5 separate regions of the Mus musculus genome follow, and regions 1, 2, 3 and 5 are each linked to region 4. The links are chromatin contacts, called in public HiChIP or PLAC-seq and promoter capture Hi-C maps. All regions are on one chromosome and are shown on one strand. The core of a region is the stretch at or near the end of the contact, and the rest is flanking DNA. Distances in the headings are between cores, read along the strand shown.

Region 1 (2,893 bases), core at 224-2,723, 150 kb before region 4:
CTGTGACATTTCAACCCAAGTGTGCTGGGGAAATGTAATTACTCTCTTCTAACCCCACTCCCAAAGTCAGAAAATAATACTTAGAGGATCGGTAATCTTTATTCAACCCAAATAAAGGGAAAAACAATACCCCTGGCTCCTGAAAGCCATATGCTAGCCACACTGCAGGAAGTAGCTCATTGATATTAATGTGCTTACAGCTTATTACATGAAAATTAATTAAAAATTGAATAAGATCAGAGCCCAAGATTCTGCATGTCTAATTTGCCACCAAAGCATCTCAGAATGAATAGCTGAGATCCTACGAACATTAGTCTATTACATTGTGGGATGTGACTCCTTTTCAGGCCATACCCCCCAAAAGAATGGACTTTCCATGGCTTTAGAAGCCCCTTATCAATATGGCATCTTTGGGGGAGGGTGTACCAGGTCACAATTAGAATGGTACTATCCAGTCACTGTCAGCTCAAGCCTCAGACTCTAGAGAAACACCCAGCTATTTGTAGACCACAAATGGTCCATCATAGGCAAGAAGGAAGTCAAACATTGTCTCTGGCCCCACCTGTCTCTGCAGACTCATGGATGACTCGGGGGTGGAGGGTGTGCAGAGCCTGGCTAGGCAGGCTCAGCTTACTCCTAACTGTCTGCTCCCATACTGGAGACAACAGGAAGATAAAGTCTGGAGCTAAGCAGATGTTGCCAGCAACACTCCATCTTTGAGCTCCTCTCCTAAGACCTGACTTCCACAGATGAGTCTAAGAGCTAACCAAGACAGCCTGGTACAGACCAGACACCCAATTCCTGTTCTTGCCACTTAAAACAAAGTCAAAACTCAAAGTCAAAGGCAAAAAGTTCCAGTCCAAAAATGTAGCAGCTCAATTCATTTCCCCTTACAACGCAGAACATTCTCAAGTCTCTTACCCAATAATATTCTGGGTGGCAAATTCCTCGGAGTAAGGCTGTGTTTCCTCCGTCTCTGTATTCCCTGGACCCTGCTGTGTTCAGCACAGGCCATGAATGTCTACAGAACAAATGAGTGGAAAGATTGGGAAAGTATCCCAGCCACTTCAAGTGTGATAACATAATCCCAGCACTCAGGATCCCAAGGCAGGAGTGTTACAAGTTTGAGGCCACCACCGGCTACAGAGAGAATTTCAGACACGGATAAGCTATCCAAAGAAACAAACATGCCCATCCCCCACCAGCAAGACGCTTTAAAAAACACTTTTCAGCCATTCTGTTGTGCCTTAGAGTCTATTCTTGTCCCCAGACTTTCTCTCCCTCGGCCAACTCCTTCCCCAGAGCCTTGCTCACCTAGCTGACCCTCCAGGCTGAAGAAGTCACTCATTTCTGGGCAGAAGTTATTAGAATACACAAACTCTGGTGCCCTTTCCATTTGAAATGCACTGGAGTGATCAGTTTCAAAACCAAGCTTGTCAACAAATGGAAAATCTTGCCCAATGTGGTCCGAGAGGCAACTGAGCCAAGATCACCCAGTAACTCAAATACAAAATGAGGCAGGATTGTTGTGAAGACTCCACTGTTGGAGGCTGGAGTCTCAGGATGAATTGAGGTCACCAGCCTGACTCTGGCAAATGCACTTTACAGACATGTTTTACTATTTGGGATTCCCCGCACCTATAAATCAGACTCATGAGCCATTGATCTATCCATCTGTTTAGCAAGCACTTATTGAGTTCCTTCTCTGCAGTCATGTACAAACTTGGGAGAGCACGGAAATGAGCCAGAATCAATCCCTGCTCTCAAGAAAATTGCAACCAATGCAAGCATCACTATTATACATCACTGTATATTTTCAGTTACTAGACAGCCTTAGCTCATGTTCCATATTATCTATGGCTACGTTTGGCACAAAATATCACTAAGAGGAGTTAGAGAGGTAGCTCAGTAAGTGTTTGCCGTATAAGCTTGAAGACTGCAATTCCCAGAAGCCATGTTTAAAACTGAGGCATTCTGGGGTCCTTGCCATCCCAGTGCTGGGGAGGTACAAACAGATCACTTGACTCCAAGGCCAGCCAGACTAGCCTACTCAGTGGGCTCTGGGCCAACTGGAGACCCTGTTTCAAGAACTAATCAAGGTGGATGGCTCCTGAGAAATGACACCCCATATACATATGTACACCCACACGAACACAAACCAACATACACACATATATGCACAGGCATAAACATAAAGTATTGCTAAGAGCTAGTTGATGAATGTTCAGACTCTGAATCCCTGCATTCTAAAGGAATTACACCCTGTTTTTCCAGCATTTTCTGTTTGATTCTTTCCCTTTCCTGTTGTATGGAGCAGAAGGGCCTGGAGTTTCACCTGCTGTGGCCTCTTCCTTCTGCCAACCAGAGTGCAGAGGGTAGAGCAAGCAATTGCTGGGCTGACCTCCTTTCTCAGTGGTCCTGACGTGTGCCTCCAACAGGAAAACAAGCCCTGCACACACTCCAGGGAGAGCCAGATTGGAGACTCCTCTGTATCTGACACATTTCTCCACTTACTAATTGTACACGGCGGTTCTCTGCAGAGAGCTTTCGATGAGGCTCACCTGTGATGCCTGGCTTCCAAAGATAATAATCAAGTTGCAAATGGTTGCCAAACGTGGTATGTCAACAAAATTGGCAAGTACTGCAGAGGAGGCAGGGCAGCTTACAGACAAGGCCATGAGGAAGGGGGTGGGGTACTCAAATACCAGCACAGTGTCACCTAGGGCCAATGACCCCAAACCATCAGGACACAGCTTCCTTACTCATGTATCTGCAGCCTTAGGCACATGAATACTTTCTGAACTTCTACTGTGTGTGGACCCCAGTGTGGGGACACTTCTTCTCTCCTTGCTGATCAAGGGTCATCATCCATCATGTCTTCAAAGCATCTATT
Region 2 (2,700 bases), core at 10-2,509, 170 kb before region 4:
ATGGGGGTCTCATGCCATGTTGGGAGTGTCTCACACCAATATGAGGGAGTAACGGGACCATGGCAGACAGGGGACAGCAGGCAGGCATTCAGCTAGGTTGTCCTGGTAGGTCTGGGAAGAAGGCTCTCTAAGAGCCCTGGGGGAGGAAGGCAGGGCTCTTGCCTGGGCTCTGCTGAAGTTCAGGGCCCTTTGGATTGAGTGACAATTCCCAGCAAGCTTTGGTGGGGTCAGCATGGCTGACTCTCAGCTCAGACAAGGCCTAAGGTTTCCCATAGATAACACGCATTTCAGGGTGATGCAGGCTGTTCCTGGGGGGTGTCCAGAGATGTCAGGGTTGATATCCACATTCCAGAAGGCATTAGCATGGAGAGGGGTGGGTCCTGACAATATTCGTATAGCATACCACTGAAATATCAGTTTCCTTCAGTTAACTTAGAATTTCGGTGCACACCACAACTCTGCTAGAGACCTACTCATAAGCCCTCTTGGAGGGTTTTCAGCCTACTCATGCCTCCAGTCCCACATCAGTTGCCTGACAGCTTACTTTGCCTTCCTTTGTCACCAGCCAGTCTTCATGCTTTTATTCTCAAGCTCTGTGAGGGAACGCTGGAAGGTGAGAAGGCACCGGGTGGATGCTCTTCACATTTGGACTGGCGTTAATACAATAAGCAGCTGAGCTTGAACAGTGTGAAGCAGCAGTTACAAGCTATCTCTGGACTCAGGGTTCAAACTCTAGATATGAACAGGGGATGCTGGCATCCCGTCCCCCACCCCCCACCCCCCATCCCCGGAATCCCAGTAATTGGCGGGTTGAGGCAGGAGGATCTGGAGATTGAGATCAGCCTAAGCTACAGAGTAAGCTCTTGTTACTTGTCTCTTCCAGAGCAGAGGGAAACAGAGGGATCAGACAGGAATAAGGGGCAGGCAGAGCAGGGTCTCTTTGCCTTGTATGCTCCTTGCAGACCTTGTGCTCCAAGACTGAGCTAACCAAGGGCAAGGTGAAGCTGTAAAGTCTGGTCACAGAATGGAGACTAGAGAAGACCTTCCTCAGTGACAATGACTGCTCCTGTCACAAATCTTCAAGTTGTTAGACCTTGACTTCAAACCTCCACCCCACTGAGCCTGTTATAGCCACCACTGCCTGCATGAAGTGTGGTTGCCTGCGTGGTCACATGGGCGGGGCTCTGTGCCTGAGATGGGAGAACCCATGCCACTTGAGGACATCTGCCCATGGCCACACCCCTGCCTGCAACCACATGGATGAAGCCGAGTCAGCGCTTGGTTTAGTTGTGAGGAATGGAGCTGTATAGCGTATGCAGGGAAATCTCGTTAACTCAAAACTCGGGAGACTAGATGTTAATTCCTAAGTCAAAACAAAAGCGGGAATGGGCTGGTTTCAGATGTTTTTATTAACAGAGTGTTTTGTCAGCTGGGAAATAGGAAAGGTTCTGAATTATGCACTGTTTGAGGAAGCCATTAGTGGATTAGGAGAAGTGTTTTTTTTTTGTTTTTGCCATTTACGTTACAGGACATAACAAATGACTTCAGGGCTTGAGCGACTCTGGCTGGAGAAGGATGGACTGAGTCAATTTCCTGCTATCAAATGGTTTCCTTTAGCCCACGACTTTAGTCTTAGATGCTAAGCAAGAGAGGAAGGGGATGGGTGCCAGCGGTGTAGGGTGCTGTCGAGGACTCCAGCTGACCTTCTGCAGGGAGAATCAGGTGCTGGGTGATGCTGTGAGAATTCAGAAGAAATTCTGCAAACCCCCCGTGCCCTGTTCCTGCTGGACCCACAGCTCCAACAAGCTGTGGTCTTCTCAGCTCCCTGTCCCAAGTGTTTCTGTCAGCTGAGGATGTCCCCTTTGTCCCTGTCAGCTGAGGATGCCCCCTTTGTCCCTGTCAGTCAGCATACTGGCAGCTGCGTTTGTTTTCACAGAGTGCCAGTGGGCAGCTGGAAATGATGCCCTGTTGAGGGCTGCATTCCCTTCCTTCCATGCTTTTCTCTGGAGAAGTGAATAGAGGTGCTCTGATGCCCTGTGCTATGTATGCTGTCTTCGTAGTTCACTGAACAAAGTAAACTCAAGATGCAGGGCAGAAGTCTGCAGGAGGAAGGAGGGGATTTTTTCAGTCTTCAGTTCTATCTCAGCCATGGTCTTGTTCTGGACCAGGCACTGGGGACACGGAAGTATTCATGGCCTCCCAGCAGGCAGACACGGGAAGAGCATGTGACAGTTGAGATTTACAGTAGCATCCACTCACCCACTGTGTGCTTCCTCCCTTGCACACGTGCCTTCCTTTGCCCCATTCTTTATTCTCTATAAATCAGCTGGGAAGTAGCTATCCCTGCTTAGGGAAGGGAGTCACTTTTAGTGGAAGATACTTCCCTGAGTTTACCAGCCCTCTCTGTGTGGCATCCTGCACATAGCTAGCATCTCCTGACCCCCACCTTTCCAACCAGCTTTCCACAGACCCCAGAAGCCTCCCTCAGAAGAGGTCTCAAGAGCCTTCCAATCCACTCACACTCTCAGACAGGGCCGTACGCCTTTCCTCAGCCCAGAGTCCAGCTGGGACCAGACTGGGGACAAAGTCTCCAGTGACTTATTAGGTTCATGGCTGGAGGACAGAGGCAGGAAAACCAAAAGTAATTGCTCAATTTCAGGCCTGCTCAGAGCTAAGTGAATTTAATAACCCATAGATCAT
Region 3 (2,712 bases), core at 202-2,701, 220 kb before region 4:
GTCTTTTCCTTGCTGTGTCTGTCTGAATTAATGGGGAAGACATGGACCCATCACTATGGCAAACCCAAAGTGGAGAAATTACTTCCTAGCTTCATTTTAAAAAGCAAAGCCCTCTTTCAGCCAGAGGCAATTACAGAGTGGCCCACAGGAAGGCAGAGTATATTTCAATTGGAACATGGCATTTTCCTAGCCCCTGCCATATGGAGCCTGGACACCAGCTGGTCCAGGGATGAGACCAATCACAGAGTCCAATTGGAACTAAATAAAATGACCCCCTGGAGGAAATCGCTCCAGGGAGGCCCACAAATCCCCATGACATGTCATTTTAGCATGTCCCATGTCAGAATGGGCCTTGCATTCAGCCTGAAGCCTGAGGCCTCAGACCTCTCTCCGGTGGGACAAGGAGATCTGGGGCCACAGCTGTGAGACCATCTCTCAGCAGGGAAGGAGCCCAAGGGCACAGAGGAGTCCTGCCTTCAGCCTGCTGCTGCTATAGATAGCCCCAAAGACATCCAGATTGCCAAGAGAAACCTGGCATCAACTTCCCTGTATTCCCCAAAGATGGGCCACATGGCTGATACCCAAGTCTATATTCACACTCCTACCCCTGCATTTTAGCCTCACCCTTGGGCAATAATACACACACACACACACACACACACACACACACACACACACAGGCTTTGCCCATGCTATGGAAACTCTAGTCACATTTTAGGTATAGAACATGGTACAGTAGGTGAGAGAAGGTAGCATTCTATGCTGCTGTCAGGCCCCGAGGAGGACTTAGCTCTGATACCCTATGTGTCTGCCTCCTGGTGTCCAGATTCTGCAGCTCTGTATTATCCACTGTTCAATTAGTCTTGTCTTACTTCATGGGGGTGACTATAGTGGCTGCACAGAACTGCTTGGAGACTTTGGGGCTGAGTGCACAGTGTATTAAAAAAAAATTAAGTGTGCAGAAAGCCCAGTGCACAGTAAATGATTATAATCTCTATTGCTGGCACCACTGTGAGTTCTTTGTGAAGAATGAAGGATTTGGTTGCTCCCCTGCCATGGAAACTCAGGTCACAGTTTTGGGACATAGGTCCTAGGTCTCATCTCTAGAAGAAGCAAGGGGTTGAGAGGCCAGTCCTGGTGGGACTTCGTGAGCATTCTGCTCAGGGAAGGTGGGTGGCAGCCATACTGTAGAGGAAGGCAGACTGAGTCCCCCAGTCTGCAGCCTGACAAAGAAACGGCTTGAAGGGCTCAGCAAGGCCCTTTATAGATGGTGGCTGGGAATAGCCAATCACATTTACCCCCTCAGTTGCTGGGAACAAGTGTCCCTTGTGTTGCCCTATTGTCTCTAGTGAAGCGGGCACGTACCTTCCATTGACACTGATGGGATTATGCGCTCCTATCAGGAGAGGAACAGTGGGTCCCCCTTGGAGGTGGCTGCCTCAATATGGCCAGTGGGTTGATTATCAGCAGAACACAGGGAGACCGCTTTCAAGAGAACCATTGGGGCCTGAGTGTGTGTAGCCTGTCTGCTTGTTGATAACTTGTCAGGGAGGACCCCGACTGCATCACGTTCAGACACACTGAAAAGGCTTCCAATTCCCGTGACATTTGATCTTGAATCAAAATGGCAGCGGATAATGGCTTTCCACATGGCTGCATGTCTCCGTGGGCTTCAATCCCTTTGCTCCCTTCCCCCAAAGAAGAACGATTAGGAAAAAAAAAAGTTTGAACTCTAAGCATCTTTTAAGCTCAGTAGCTAGAAGTTGTCGCCAGATGTGTGCAGAAAGTTTATGTCAAGAGACTGTAGAAATGAGCACACAGTTTATAAAATGAAAGAAAATAAAGATTAAATACAGTTAGATCTTATGATATAACTGGAGAGAAGAACGTGTGAACCAACTTAATTGAGTAAAGGACACTAAACTGGAAAAAGAATAGATTTTGTCCAATGTGGCTTGAAAACAAAACAAGAGGATAGTACTGAAAATGTTCCAGAAACCGTGAGGTGAATTAGCATTCCCTACCTGTACTGTTTCCTCTAGACCAGTCTTTTTTTTTTTTTTTAAGAATTATTTATTTTATGTGTACAAATACACTGTAGCTGTCTTCAGACACACCAGAAGAGGGCATTAGATCCCATTACAGATGACTGTGAGCCACCATGTAGTTACTGGGAACTGAACTCAGGACTTCTGGAAGAGAAGTCAATGCTCTTAATCCCTGAGCCATCTCTCCAGCCCCTTTAGGCCAGTCTTTGAGCCCCCAACACAAGCCAGAGGACTCAATCATCTTGCCTGTGACTGGAAATCACACCAGGTGAAACTTGGAAGTTCCGTGTATCTCAGGTTCCCTAGCTTAGCGACAATGCTCACCCACCAGTGGGTTGTTTTGTTTTGTTTTTTTTTTTTTGTTTTTTTGTTTTTTTTTTTTTTTTTTTTTGTCCTTTGGCACCATGGCAATTTGAAACTCCTCAGCAAATCATCCAGTAAGGTTCAGGGTGAAGGAGGGGTCTACTTTCTGTCAAGTGGGAGAAGGCTTCGCTGGGAGCCCTTCTTGAGTAGATCTTGGTGAGATCAATTTTGGAAGAGTAGAAAACTAACCTGAGTATCTGGAAGCTGATTTCTTGTTTTAAATACACACCCCATGCACATAACTGTGCATGCCTAGATTGCAGACCAGGGCTCTACTAGACCTCAAGGAGACTCAGGCCAA
Region 4 (2,721 bases), core at 138-2,637:
GTTACAAGGCAAAGGCGGGTGCAAAAGAACTCGAGCACGGAAAGGCATAGTTGGGGTGCCGAGCTTCTTTTTCCACTTCTGCAAAATGAGGGTTTTGGACGAGATGGTCTCCTAACTCTAAAATTCCCTTGACCTGTTCGATATACCAGGCCGATGTCAGAAGCTCATAAAAGGAAAAGGAAGAAAAGCGGGAAAGAGCAAAGAGGGGATCGGCAGACGCAGGACACTGGGGACAGGCTTGGCGGGTTTTCTGAGTTTCTCTCCCTCCTCCCACACCTGCGTGTTCAGAGATCGGCCAACGCCCCGCATCCTTGGGCTTCAGACAACGAAGCTCTTTCCTCCTCACACGTTTCTTTCTGGAAACCGTGGAGCAGAAGCTGCTAAGCAGTCATGCAAAGGGTCGCAGAGGGAACGGTGTCGCTAGGGTCCAGAGGGCAGGTGAGCAGACCCGGTTGACGTGGCACCAAGCTGGGGATGGCGGGGAGCCCTCGAGTCCTAGCCAGCCAGCTCTGGACCAGCCAAATTTCATCCCCCAACTTCGATCTCGGATAAATGGTGTTTGCAAAAAGAAAAAAAAAAAAAAAGAAAGAAAGAAAGAAAGAAAAGGAAAAAAGAAAAAGGAAAAGTTTTTGAGGACTTTTCCCCAAGTCTGGCTGTAGGCGGGGTCGGAGGGTGGTGCCTACAGTCTGATTCGCCGCGGCGGCAGTGCAGAGGCGCGGATTGGCGCGCGGGGCCCCGGGCCGGGAGAGCGGGCGTGGGGGAGGGGAGGCTCCGCGCCCGCGGGAGCGGCTCGCGCCGGGAGCGGGTTAATTTCAAATCGGGGGCTGGACTGCTCCTGGACGGCCACGCTCCCGCGGCCCGCCCGCCGGCCCCCCCCAGCCCCGGCCCCGGTGGCGCCCCCGGCACCCACCTCTGCGCGGCGGGGCTAAGCGAGTCTCCCTGAGACGCGCTGGCTCCCTGAGACGCGCAGCCAGGATTCGGGGCCACCCCGGACCGTCAGCTCTGAAGGAGGATTGACAGGTGAGCGGGGAGCAGACTGCTGCGGCGGGGTTGTGGGATCCCGGGAAGGCCAGGGTGAAGGCGGCCGTTTCCCGCCTCCCGCCCCGCCGGGGCCCGTGGGGAGGAGCCGAGCTCCCGCGCAGAGGGCGGGGGAGGGGCTCGCCCGCGCTCCAGCCCCGCGCACTCGGGGGCGGTGCCAGCTACGGTCCCGCTTTCCGCGCCAAATTTTTAAATCGAAGGCGGAAGGTCCGGCCCCGCCTTGGGGACCTCTAGCCAATCGCAGGCCTTCACCGGGCTTACTGATTGGCTCGGAGCCGTCGCCCTGGAAACCGTGAGATGCTGTCTGGCTGCCCCCGGGGGCGGTGCAGTTGGCGGGGAGGAGGAGCCAGTGCTTGCGCCGGGCGGGACGCGGGCTACTGCTGGGGACTGTACCTGGGACCGGGAGCGCAGCGTACGGTGCGCTTTGGCATCGCGGTGATTTCGGCACCTAGGGAATCCTTCCCTCGCCCCAGTACTTCGTGTATTGAAAGAAGCCTGAAAAAGGGGGTCAAGATCCCAAAGCCCTTTGTAAATGCCCGGTCGTGCGCTTAGAGCGCAGAGGCTGAATTGGAGGGTTGTTCTCAGGCCACTTCACAAGTCCTTCCTTCTGAGCCTGTGCACGTGTGTGTCAGGCGAGAAACTTCAGCATCTCCCCCGATGCAGGCTCGGTGCGTGCTCCATCGGAACCCGGGCTCGTGCGCTCCGTCCGCAGCCCGGATCAGTGCACAGGTGGGTGCTTGCTACAGCCATCTCGAACCTGAGAGAGGACTGTCACTGTAGATTCTGTGTTTGCTTGAAGTCTCGTGACAGAAGGGTTTGATGGAGGAATTTACTGCTGTCTGTTGGCGCGGTCTGCCTAGAGGCAATGTCTGTCCTCAAGGCAAAAATAAACCTGGTTTGTCATTTTTTGTTTGTTTCCGGGGGCTCTTGTGTACGTGAATCATTTTCATCAGCTCTTAATTCTTGCTTTACTTTTTTTCCTTTTAAGGATAGTAAAAAACTTTAATCGATTGGACTACTTAAACCACTGGAACTTGGGGAGGAACTTCAGATTTTTCGTTTTTAAAGACACACTAAATGTATGAGGAATTGACAAAATGGAGAACCAAAAGGTATTTTTAAAGTCCAGTCTATACTGTTGCAATGTCAAATGAAGTATCATCCTGAGTTTTTCGTTAATAAGTTTTCTTAAATTTTTCGTTTGATAGTCACGAATGCTGTATCCTTTTGGTTAACTTTTACAGAAATCCAGAAGGAAATTTTAATTTTTGAAGAGGAATAGGGTTGTCCAGGGTTAAAGTAACCTTTTTGTTTCAAAAGTTTAATATAAATTTAATATATATGGAAAAAGCTTTGGGGTTTTTTCTGTGCTTAAAAAATTATGTATATGTTATTTACATGAACCATTGGAATTCACAAAGGTCATAATTTGATACTGGATTTCTTTGTAAGATAACATTTTAAAATGTCAGCCCTTTAACCTACTGGGCCTCCAAATGCTGTTCCTGACAGATCTCCTGGAAGCATTTAGATGTTAGCTCAATGCTGTCCTTGGCAGTGTTCACTGAAACCCCACCCTTGGATCAGCACCTCCTGAGGGCACCATACTGAACTGAAAATTCAGGTGCCAGCCCCATGTGACCTCCCTCTGCCTCGCATCATCGTCTGCTAAGTAGCAGATTC
Region 5 (2,700 bases), core at 191-2,690, 200 kb before region 4:
AGCCCTCACTCTGCTCAGCTCTAGCCTCAATGTCTTGCTATGGGTGCCTAGCTCCATAGCTGAAGAGACACCACCATAAATCTCCAGAGAGGAGTGACCCTCCCCACAGTTCCCAACAAAACCAATCAATTGACCCTGGGCTGGGCACAAAGAGTGTAGCACCCCCACCACTCTCAGAGGCCTGAACTCCCCTGAGATAAGTAGTGGGTGGGTTTTGTCCTCAGTGAAGGGCTGGCTCTGTTATACCACCATTGTTGCTACAGTCCACCCTCCTGTTCACCAGTTTCTTCCCTTGCACGGTTTATAATGAGAAGAAGACGGCACTGGAACTGCCTGAGACAGGGCTTCGGATAAGCAGCGATGCTTCAGCTACCACGAGTAATCCTACTGATATCATCGTTACTACTTTGAGACAGTGTCATGTGGATTCTTGGCTGGCTTCAAATTCCTTGTATGATCCAGTGTGACCTTGAAATTCTTCTACCATCTCCTCAGTGCTAGAGTTATAAGTGTGTGCCGCTGTGCCCTTAAAAAAATATTACTAGCTATTGTCATAGAGGGGCACAAAGTTTCGGTAAAGGGCACTGGTGTCTGCGAGGCTCGACTGTCTCTCTGTTCCTCAGTTTCCTCATGCTAAAAATAAGCATAAAATAATGACAAGTTCACTGCGTAGCCAGGGAGTAATGAGTTCACACTCTGAGCAGTGCCTGGGGGGATTGGAGCCGTAGACCCGGTCCTGCCGTGCCTGAGCAGTTTTCCAGGAACCTTCCCAGCCACCAACCAGTGCTGCGCATCTTCTTTCTGCTTTCGCCCTTGTCTGCTTCCCAGTCTGTTATTTCCCAGACTTACAAAGTAGCCTCCTGCTTTCTTCAAGGCAACAGATTGCAACTGCAGAAGTTAAAGACTTGAGAGCCGGACCACATCTCAGAGGTAGGATGCTTGCCGAATGCACACAAAGCCCTGGGCTCCATTCCCAGCACAGCATACCCATTTTTTTTTTTTCTTTTTGAAAAAGTGAAATCACTCTTCCTTCTGTAGAATGCAAATGTTCAGGAGAAGGATGAGACCCAGAGATGAGAAAGACCAGGGACCCATTCCCCAGGGTAATTCTCTGCCTGCAGGACCCAGCTTACCACATTTCTTTCTTGTTGGATGTCTCAGGCAAGATTAAAGCAACCCCGGTGAATGTCGGCGACCCCATTGCCTGGTGCCTGGAATAGAATTCCATTTCTGCCTTTGAGTTTTAGGAGCAGTGATTCCAAGGCTTCGGGGGAATCACAGATGAAATACAAAGTGCCAGGGAAGGGAGGTGGGGCGGCCGATCATCTCCCATCTCGCCCGTGGCTGCTGAACGTGTTATCATTTATCACAGTCCCTGCCTTTGCCTTGGAAAAGCATCTGGTGACAGTGAGTTGAATAAATATCCCAACCAGCCCTGGGAACAGCCTGGCTCAGTCATCTAGAAACTGCATTTGCATACAGTTCCTTCTTGATTACTGTGGAACTGCACAGAGGCTGAGCGAGGTGCTGCAGCACCCCCCCCCCCCCCGATATATGGGACAGGACATCTGAGCCCAAATTCCTTGGTATTTACATTCCCCAAGGGCTGCTACTTCATCTAGGAGCTTGCTCCTGCAGCCTCAGCTAATGACATAGTTCTTGTCCAAGAGGATTCTGAGCACTAGCAGTCAGGCATGCAGATGCACACAGGAACAGCAGGAGTCCAGGCCTCAGGAAGGGGATGACCAAGTTGGAAGTGACTTTAAGGGTTGTCTGGTCCACTTGCCTCTACCCTCATTTGCCAGAAGAATCGGGGACACCCATGGTAAGGAACAGGCATGCATTAATGTCCACCCTGACTCTTGTTTTTCTTGGTTATCAAATGCACACAGAGGCCCGTCATTGAGAACTTCATGTGAGATCCTGGCCCCAAGACACAGTATCTGTTTAGCCATCCTTTCCCTGCATCCCTGCATCCTTCCCACACTGCCCTGGTATGCTCTCTCTCTCTCTCTCTCTCTCTCTCTCTCTCTCTCTCTCTCTCTCTCTCTCTCTCTGTGTGTGTGTGTGTGTGTGTGAGTATGTGTGCTCTTCTGAATACTTAGTGGGACCACAGTCCCCCACCAAACACTGAAGAGGCTGGAATGACCACAGAGGGCCTGGATTCCCTAGTGGGTGGGTTCTTACTCACTCACTCATGTATTCAACAGATTCGGCCAGCCGTTGTTGGAGGCATCTGTTGATTCAAGAGTGAATAAAACATTCATGAGAAAAGGCTGATCTGAGCCAATCATTATACTCACCATTGGTTAATGCAAATCCCAGCAAGTGACTGGACCAGCAGCTAGGTACAAATTGGTAACAGACAGGCTTAACACCTAGGATGGGGTGGTCAGGATGACCTCCTTGAATAAGGACTGTTTGCACTCACACAGAAGGATGGAGAATTTCATTAGTGATGCATGGAGCTAAGAGTGACGGGTGGGGAGTGCAGCCCAGGTGACATTTGCAAAGGCCCAAGCTGCTTACCATATCTGAGGAAGTCCAAAGGATTAGCAAGAGGGCTGGTTTTGTGCCTGTGCTTATTTCTTGCAGTTGTTTAGTTTGCAGGAGATCACGGTGGTCAGCCTCAGAGTCCTGGGAGGAAGGACCACTGCAGTGAGTAGCAAACAAGTCAGGCTGTGCACACAGACCCTCATC

What was found. Promoter capture Hi-C pulls out the DNA fragments that hold promoters and counts their contacts. HiChIP or PLAC-seq counts read pairs in DNA pulled down with a chosen protein or histone mark.
Region 1: a contact with region 4 is called in a promoter capture Hi-C map of liver. The contact joins the enhancer-like site here to the promoter of E2f8 in region 4. A contact is called at or near these places in 1 of 39 promoter capture datasets (liver), 3 of 484 Hi-C or Micro-C datasets (the G1E-ER4 cell line, hemogenic endothelial cells and liver) and 2 of 115 datasets of contacts at active chromatin or transcription factors (both in embryonic stem cells).
Region 2: an H3K4me3 HiChIP or PLAC-seq map of bone marrow-derived macrophages shows a contact between it and region 4, with 2.3 times the contacts expected there. The contact joins the enhancer-like site here to the promoter of E2f8 in region 4. A contact is called at or near these places in 1 of 39 promoter capture datasets (cranial neural crest), 1 of 484 Hi-C or Micro-C datasets (3T3-L1-derived adipocytes) and 3 of 115 datasets of contacts at active chromatin or transcription factors (bone marrow-derived macrophages and neural tube).
Region 3: an H3K4me3 HiChIP or PLAC-seq map of neural tube shows a contact between it and region 4, with 4 times the contacts expected there. The contact joins the enhancer-like site here to the promoter of E2f8 in region 4. A contact is called at or near these places in 19 of 39 promoter capture datasets (the 3T3-L1 cell line, 3T3-L1-derived adipocytes, the C10 cell line and 12 more), 1 of 15 datasets of contacts at CTCF or cohesin (large pre-B cells), 75 of 484 Hi-C or Micro-C datasets (3T3-L1-derived adipocytes, the AML12 cell line, the AtT-20 cell line and 52 more), 34 of 115 datasets of contacts at active chromatin or transcription factors (the 230-238 cell line, the SCID.adh cell line, T-cell acute lymphoblastic leukemia and 25 more) and 4 of 9 other capture datasets (adipose tissue, embryonic stem cells, liver and 1 more).
Region 5: an H3K4me3 HiChIP or PLAC-seq map of forebrain shows a contact between it and region 4, with 4 times the contacts expected there. The contact joins the enhancer-like site here to the promoter of E2f8 in region 4. A contact is called at or near these places in 2 of 39 promoter capture datasets (the SN4741 cell line and cranial neural crest), 10 of 484 Hi-C or Micro-C datasets (the HPC-7 cell line, the Patski cell line, bone marrow-derived macrophages and 4 more), 24 of 115 datasets of contacts at active chromatin or transcription factors (T-cell acute lymphoblastic leukemia, bone marrow-derived macrophages, cardiomyocytes and 19 more) and 3 of 9 other capture datasets (adipose tissue, embryonic stem cells and liver).

The regions. Positions count from the first base shown.
Region 1 is chr7:49,024,766-49,027,658 of GRCm38.p6, reverse strand. It overlaps a transcript of Nav2 not described here. Among named protein-coding and RNA genes, the nearest start is that of Gm32849, 15 kb to the left of the region's middle. Within about 2 kb of position 1,473, at least 6 of the 459 cell types and tissues checked have an H3K27ac peak or open chromatin away from gene starts, as enhancers often do. A contact at or near this core is called in liver, where this site is marked.
Region 2 is chr7:49,046,045-49,048,744 of GRCm38.p6, reverse strand. It overlaps Gm32849 (a long non-coding RNA gene), which reads right to left. Exons shown (of 2, transcript XR_391458.3): 1 at 1-2,700. It also overlaps a transcript of Nav2 not described here. Among named protein-coding and RNA genes, the nearest start is that of Gm32849, 6.1 kb to the right of the region's middle. Within about 2 kb of position 1,259, at least 32 of the 459 cell types and tissues checked have an H3K27ac peak or open chromatin away from gene starts, as enhancers often do. A contact at or near this core is called in bone marrow-derived macrophages, where this site is marked.
Region 3 is chr7:49,103,305-49,106,016 of GRCm38.p6, reverse strand. It overlaps Gm32849 (a long non-coding RNA gene), which reads right to left. Exons shown (of 2, transcript XR_391458.3): 2 at 1-2,712. It also overlaps a transcript of Nav2 not described here. Among named protein-coding and RNA genes, the nearest start is that of 9130015G15Rik, 57 kb to the left of the region's middle. Within about 2 kb of position 1,451, at least 17 of the 459 cell types and tissues checked have an H3K27ac peak or open chromatin away from gene starts, as enhancers often do. A contact at or near this core is called in embryonic cerebral cortex, neural tube and stem cell-derived motor neurons, where this site is marked.
Region 4 is chr7:48,879,707-48,882,427 of GRCm38.p6, reverse strand. E2f8 (E2F transcription factor 8) reads left to right here and starts at 1,387. Exons shown (of 13, transcript NM_001013368.5): 1 at 1,387-1,767; 2 at 2,027-2,150. The coding sequence starts at 2,136. It overlaps Gm2788 (predicted gene 2788), which reads right to left and starts at 1,128. Exons shown (of 2, transcript NR_155436.1): 1 at 911-1,128. It overlaps LOC115486422 (a long non-coding RNA gene), which reads right to left. Exons shown (of 3, transcript XR_882082.2): 3 at 1,804-1,907.
Region 5 is chr7:49,083,676-49,086,375 of GRCm38.p6, reverse strand. Gm32849 (a long non-coding RNA gene) reads right to left here. Exons shown (of 2, transcript XR_391458.3): 1 at 1,134-2,700; 2 at 1-1,032. It also overlaps a transcript of Nav2 not described here. Among named protein-coding and RNA genes, the nearest start is that of Gm32849, 44 kb to the right of the region's middle. Within about 2 kb of position 1,440, at least 22 of the 459 cell types and tissues checked have an H3K27ac peak or open chromatin away from gene starts, as enhancers often do. A contact at or near this core is called in cortical neurons and forebrain, where this site is marked.